Regions from separate parts of the Hordeum vulgare genome. Here region 2 is linked to region 1. Evidence: chromatin contacts called from public Hi-C data. All regions are on one chromosome and are shown on one strand. The core of a region is the stretch at or near the end of the contact, and the rest is flanking DNA. Distances in the headings are between cores, read along the strand shown.

Evidence for each region. Hi-C and Micro-C count contacts between places; a contact is called where the count stands out from the background.
Region 2: a contact with region 1 is called in a Hi-C map of seedling, with 7 times the contacts expected there. The contact joins two enhancer-like sites. A contact is called at or near these places in 3 of 6 Hi-C or Micro-C datasets (leaf and seedling).

What each region holds. Positions count from the first base shown.
Region 1 is chr2H:170,246,399-170,250,240 of MorexV3_pseudomolecules_assembly, reverse strand. No RefSeq gene overlaps it. Among protein-coding and RNA genes, the nearest start is that of LOC123425709, 160 kb to the right of the region's middle. Within about 2 kb of position 2,035, at least 3 of the 3 cell types and tissues checked have open chromatin away from gene starts, as enhancers often do. A contact at or near this core is called in leaf and seedling, where this site is marked.
Region 2 is chr2H:170,678,808-170,682,472 of MorexV3_pseudomolecules_assembly, reverse strand. No RefSeq gene overlaps it. Among protein-coding and RNA genes, the nearest start is that of LOC123429862, 97 kb to the right of the region's middle. Within about 2 kb of position 1,827, at least 3 of the 3 cell types and tissues checked have open chromatin away from gene starts, as enhancers often do. A contact at or near this core is called in leaf and seedling, where this site is marked.

The DNA of each region.
Region 1 (3,842 bases), core at 786-3,285:
ACTAACTTTTTCTCTTGCACGACCATCCTCACGGTGAACCCCCGCCGCATGCCGACTAAAACCCATCCGGCTGGCTGCCGGCTGCTGGCTGGAGACCTGTCCGGCTACCTGCTCGAACCTGCCAACTGGAAGCTATCCAGCTATGGCTGTCGGCTGGAGTCGTGTCTGGCTAAAGCCTGCCCATTGGAAGATAGCTATGTTGGTTGCAGCCCGTAGCCGGCCGCCATCAACAACATCTTTGCTACATCAACAACAAGAAACCTCTGCACGACTCTTCAAGTCGCCCGGAGGCTCGGAGGCTACACCTAGTGGGTGCGCTGGCGTGCCCCCACTCGAAGACAGCTACACCGGCTGCACCCCGCAGCCGGCCGCCATCAGCAATATTTTCGCTACACTAACAGCAAGAGGCCTCCGCATGACTCTTCGAGTCGCCTGGAGGCTCGGAGGCTACACCCAGTGGGTGTGCTGGCGCGCCCTCACCGGAGGAAAGCCATGTTAGCCTCGAGAAGACGGCACAAGAAAAAATCAGAAGAAAAGATTTGGCCCGGCTGCCACACAGTCGTGCAGCCAGCCCGAATCTTGGAGGCTACACCCACTGGGTGTGCTGGCACGCCCCCATCGTAAGAAAGCCATGTCTTCGAGTCGCCCGGAGGCTACACCCAGTGGGTGCATTGGCGTGCCCCCACTGGAAGACAGCTACGCCGGCTGCAGCCCGCAGCCGGCCGCCATCAACAATATTTTCGCTACACCAACACCAAGAAGCCTCCGCACGACTCTTCGAGTCGCCCAGAGGCTCGGAGGTTACACCCAGTGGGTGCGCTGGCGCGCCCCCACCGGAAGACAGCCATGTCAACCCGAGAAGAGGGCACAAGAAAAAAAATCAGAAGACAAAGATTTGGCCCGTTGCCACCCAGCCGTGCATGCGGCCCGAATCTCGGAGGCTACACCTAGTGGGTGCGCTAGCGCGCTCCCAATAGAAGAAAGCTGCTGCTGGCTACAGCCGGTAGCCGACCACCATCGGCGACCTCGGCCATGACAACGGCAGCACTTCGCGCGCAAGAGCCACCGGACTTTGTGTCCGTGCATGGCAGTGCCCCGCGCACAAGAGCCGGTGGACTTCGCGTCCACACACGGCAAGACTTCGCGCGCAAGATCCACCGGACTTCGCGTCCGCGCATGACAGTGCCCCATGCACAAGAGCAAATGGACTCCACGTCCACGCACGGCGGCGCTTCACGCGCAAAGCCACCAGACTCTGCATCCGCGCATGGCGCTGCCCCGCGCACAAGAGACAGTGGACTCCACATCCAAGCACCGCAGCGATTCGCGCGCTAGAGCCACCGGACTCCGCGTCCGCACATGGGAGTGCCTCGGCACAAAAGCGAGTGGACTTCGCCTCCACACACAGCAACACTTCGCGCGCAAGAGCCATCAGACTGTGCTTTCGCGCATGACAGTGCCCCGCACACAAGGAATCACCGGACTCCACGTCCGTGCCTAACCGTGCTTCGACACCACCATTTTCTGATTTATTGAAAAAATCTTAAATGTGTATAAAAGCAAGTTCTTGATGTGTACACGAAAAATATACAACGCACAGGGAAAAGGTAGATATAAAAATATATTTGAACAAATGCTAATTAGATGTTTATAAAATATTAAACTTGTATAATAAAACTTGATCATCTATACCAAAAATGTATACCATACATTTAAAAGAGTAGGCATAAAAGAAGATGTGAGAAATATTAATTTTATGTTTACAAAACTTTAAACATGTATTAATAATAACCCCGATGTGTATGGAAAATATACACTGTGCGTGAAAGAATATAGGTGTCTTCAAAAAAATATTAAAAAGAAAGAATTGGGAGTAAAGAGAACTAAGAAAGAAAGAAAGAAAAACAAAGAAAAACGAAAAAACCGGCTCCTGAGCGAACTAGGGTTGGGTCCGGCCATTAGCAGCTAGTTGGGCAGACGCCAGAGGTGAGGAAAAGATACAACCTGCAGTATCCAAAAAATAACGGAAAACCCTATTTGTCGCTTTGTGCGAAGCGGTGTCGAGGCTTCGCACAGAGCGGGCAAGGGATCGGGCTGGTCTAGAAGCGGAGCTGGAGTGCCCAGTTTTAACAACCTTCTACAGGTTTTCAGCTGTTTTTTTCGGTTTTGAGAAACTTCTAGAAGGTTCCCTGAAACAGTTTTTTTTCTCTTTCTGTTCTTAAAATGTTCCAGATTTTAAAAAAATGTAAAGTTTGAAAAAATGTTCCGCAATTTCAAAAAATGTTTCACAATTTCAACAAATGTTTCCAAATTAAAAAAAGTTTCCGGAATTTGAGAAATTATTCAGGAATTTGAAAAAATGTTCCGGAATTTTAAAAAATGTTCCGAAATTTTATAAAATGTTAGAAACTTTGAAAATATGTTCCAGAATAAGAAAATATGTTGGGTAATTTCGAAAAAATATTCCAGTATTTACAAAAATGTTCTGGAATATGAAATAATGTTCTTGAATTTGAAAAAACATTGCTGAATTTGAAAAAACGTTCCGAAATTTGAAAAAATGTTCCATAATTTTAGAAGATGAACCGCAATTTGAAAAAATGTTAGGAACGTTGAAAATCCAAAAGCCAATAAGAAATAGAAAAACCCGGTTCAAGGAACCTTTTAAAATATTTGGATTTTCAAAAACTATTGTCAATTTTCAAAAAATGTTCGTGATTTTCAAAAAATATTATTCAAATTCTAAAAATAGTTTTCCTTTTTACAAAATGTTCTTTAATTTCCAGAAAATGTTCTGGAATTAAATGTTTGGGATTTTTAAAAATTTTCTTAAACTTCGGAAAAAGTTCTTTTATTAGGAAAATGTTCTTGATTTTCAAAAAATGTACTGGATTTTCAAAAAATGTTCTTCAAATGCTGTTTCTCTTTTTTTTCAAAGAAGTGTTCTGGATTTACAAAACTAGTCGGGATTTTAAAAAAATGTTCCGTAATTTGTTTGTGTTTTGAAATTTGTTCCCTGATTTAGAAAATGTTCGGAATTTTCTCCTTTAAAAAATTGTTAGCATTTTGAAATTTGTTCCCTATTTTAGAATACGTTCCATAATTTGGGAAAAATGTTCCGAAATTAAAAAAATATTCCGGAACTGGAATTCTTTCCGAAATTGTAAAATATTCCGAAATTGAAAAAATGTTCCAAATTTTTAAAAATGTTCCGAATTTGAAAAAAATTGCAGAATTTTGATAAAGTTCTGCGGAGTTTGACAAAATGCTCTAGATTTTGAAACAATGTTCATGATTTTGAAAAAATGTTCTGGATTTTGAAAAAATGTTCAGAAGTTGAAAAACTATTCCTGAATTTGCAAAAAATGTTCCATAATTTTTATAAAATGTTCCAGAATGAGAAACATTGTTATGGTATTTTTTATCTAAATATTTCGTATTTTTCAGAAACCCGTTCTGAATTTTTTTTTTAAAATCCGTATTTTGAAAAATATTCTGGAATTATAGAAAATATTCCGAAATATAGAAAAATTTCACTATTTTTAATTTTGTTCAAAATTCTTAATTTATTCATCTTTCGAATTGTTTTACAAATCTTGTTTCAAAATAGTTTCCTAGATTCGAAAAATGTTCGCGGTTTTATAATTTTGTTCATGAATTTAAATTTATTCATATTTCAAAATTTGTTAAAAATTCAAAACATGTTTGCTATTTCAAAAAAAATTCTAAATTTTCAAATATTATTCTTCAAATCCTACAAATGTTTTTGCTTCAAATTAGAAATGAAAAGGAAAAAGAAAGAAAAAATAACAAAAAAAGAGAAACAATTAAGCAGAAGAGAA
Region 2 (3,665 bases), core at 578-3,077, 430 kb before region 1:
TTGGAAAGTAGATTTTATGTACGTTCAGCCTAATTGAAATCAACTTAGAATTCGTTCAGATCATGGAGATATTGAAGAAACAATCTGACCTTGCACCAGAATCCGAGTCAAAATACAAGTCCAAAGGTGTTGCATCACCTCCACTTGGGACCATAGGCCCTGTACGATCTAGGTTTAGTCTTAGGCTGCCTTGGGACGTCCTCCCACCTCCTTGTTCTCCACCCCATGATACTATATAAGTATATCAACCTAGTAGCTTTTTGCTTGGGATTTGTTTAGTTAAAAGTTAACCGTTGCAACTTCGTGTACTTCGTTTGTATCCAACGACTAGACCAAGACCGCTTTCGGATTCCCATCCTTATGAATACTTCATATATATTTGCAATATTCAAATTGCTTTTATCATATTCTTGCTTGTTCTTCGATTGCTTGCAGAAAAAGACCTTTGTGGTCAGGTTGATCGTGCTCCAGCGTGATCAATAACCTTTTGGAGTTGGTTTAGCGATTGCTAAGGCGTAACGTCGTGCACGTTTGTAGTCGGATCATCAAAGTGTCTCTAACAAATCGATAGCCACCATCTCATCGAAAGATCGAGACACGACATAAAAAAGATCTTAGTTCAACTAGTAGGAGCAGCTATGGAAGTTAGACATCTTTTAAAATCTCCAATTATGGTTCTTGTTTTCTTTCATCTAATATTCATAGCGAAGAATTGGTAAAAATATATATGTATTAAAATGCATTTGATGAAATAAAAATAATGTTCAAATCCAAAACGAAGCAAAGTATGTGATTAAAAAATGAATGCTGATCGGCCAAGCAGGCGAAAAATGAGTAGGGGTTTTAGACGCACGACCGGCCCATCTACAAAAAAGGGCGAATATGCCAAACCCAAACGGATAAAAACCGTACAAAGCGTGCATCTCTTAAGGTCATGCTGTTGGAGTTGCTCTAACCATACAACTATAGAATGGTCTACGACGTGATATTCTTATGAAAGCCTTATTTTTTAGTATTATAAGGGATAGTTTGAAAGAATTTATGTGATTCCGAGAAAAAAGTTCATTACATGATGGTTAAAATATTAAAGATGTTACTATATGTATTAGAGCATCTTCTGCATCCTTTGTATATTAGATTATTAAATACTTGTTATAGCAGGAGGATAGAGAAGGTTTACAAAGTTAACATATTTTTTTACTTCGGTACCCTTTGTATACTAAATTGCTATATTTGCACAAAACACACAATGACATGTGGGAAGAGTTTGCCATAGACACATTACAAACTAGCATATGTACATGTATATGTATAGTAGCACAACTCGCGTCCACGTATACATGCACACACGCGTACACTTACACACATGCATCACACACACGCACACATGCAGCACACACATACGCATGCAACATACACGCGTACACGTATATAAAAACACATACACGCACACACACGCACACACACTAGTACACGGATCCATCTGTCATTGGAACAAAATGAGGCTTGTTAAAAATTTATAAAGTGGCATTTGACTTGGTAAATATGCAAAATATAAATACAAATATATAAGCTTTGTAATTTTTTTTTATGAGAACCACATAAAAACTGTTTGAGATGCTCTTACCATGATTTGTTTGGGTCGATAAAATTTCTTGGCAGTGAAACAAGCCCGTGGATAGCACCGGTTGATAGGCCCCCGGTTCACGTGGTTTCACGTGACGCCGAGCCCACCGCGGTCGCTCCGTCGCGACGGGTGTGGGACAGTGAGTGGTGTCTCGATGCGAGGGCGAGCAGGGCGCATGTCCCTCTCGCAAAGGCACGAGTAGTGTGGCGTGTCAGCTTGAAAGCTGGTGTACCGGCACGAGACAACGTCCCGGTACAGTGGACTTGGTGGTACTCGATCGGGGCGGCTTTGGCCCGCAGCAAGGAGACCCTACTGACCATGGGACACTTGTATTCTTGTGGCCCTGCTTCGGGCTCCTTCTGGGTTCATGTGCGCACACGACTTGCGAGTAACATTTTCTTTGAAGAGAGACTTAATTTTGTAACAATAAATCTTCATGGTGTAAAATGTTCAGTACAGCAGTAAGTTAACGGATGCGACGCAGAACTAGTCTTTTTTTCTCTCCAAGGAAACACGGAACTCGTGTGCGTGTACTTCAATAGATAGAGCGGGGGTGGTTTTGGGAAGATTTCACGTGTTTTTCTTTCAATTTCTGTTTCTTGTTTTTATTTAGGGAATCGTTTTTCACCCGCGCGCCCGCCAAACCGACGTGCCGGTCGCCTCCTCGCGCGCGCGGGCCCATGCAACATTTTTTCTGCAAGCATTTTTTGTTCCAATGGATGCAACATTTTTCGTCTAAATATGTTACAACCAACGTCATATTTGCTGCAAGCTTTTTTTTTACTATTTTTTGTTCCAATAAAAAAACTGCATATACGTTTGGTTGCAGCTCCAGTTCGTCGGATTTTTCGTTATAATCGATATTTTATACTTTTGCTACAGCCGTGTTAATTTGTGCTACAACCGGCATCATATTTTGCTGTAACCATTCACTAAAAAAGTTGCATACACGTCACATAAATATTTGCTACAACCGGTATTTGACTTTTGCTACCATGCATCATCAGCTTCATTTTTTGCTACGATTACGTAGATATTTTTTTTGCTACAAATTTTATTTTTTGTTGCAACCCTTGAAAAAATTGCTACATCACATCGAAATTTTGCTGCATAGGGGAAAAAACGTTGCATGCGAATCAAATGGTGCGGACGACGCAGGGTTGGTGGATCCTGCGGCTCGCGTGCGGCCGGCCAAATGTTTGGGCCGGCACGCCGGCGCAGATCAGTCCCCTTTTATTTATTGCTTTTTTAGTTTCTTTTTTTTAGATACATGTCGACTTTTTAGATACACGTCAAACTTCGTCATATATGGGTCTAACATTTCTCAGCTCTCATTTTTGTAAATACATATTGCACAATTATAAGACGTCAAACATTTTTTAAGCGCACATCAAACGTTTTTCAAACGCACATCAAACAGTTTTTAAAATTCCATGAAAATACCATTAAAACATCCTGAAACATATTTTCAAGTGTGTGAATATTTTTATAATCTCATGGAAAATTATGTACAAGTGCGATGAACATTTTGTAGGAATAATACGAACAATTTTATAGTGATATGAACTTTTTTAGTGTGCGATGAATTTGGTAACTTATGTACTCCATAACTCAAATTTTACTATTTTTTTAAAAAAAATAAGCAAACAAAAATCACAAAATATACCTTCTTATGTGCGCAAACATACCGGTGTGTTGTAGACGTGCATAACGTTGGGCTTGGCCAGGAAGAAAACTTGAGGCGACGTGAGCTTCGATCTTGCAATAAGTGAGGGCATTCCCTTTGGTATGACATGCAGACCCCAAATGTGAGAATATAGCGAGCTCTCGCGTCAAACACATCACCACCGGGACAACCCACTATCAAATTTATTCCCTCAATGTAGTTTGCTCGCTGCCGGTTTTCTCCAGGAGCTCCACCGCGGGCGTTCGAAGGGGAAGCGTAGCGGGCCGGCGCAGCAAAGAGAAAAACTATGAAAAAAAATGTTCTGATCAGGATTCGGGAGAAGCAGGATTCAAACTCAGCATGGAACCAACA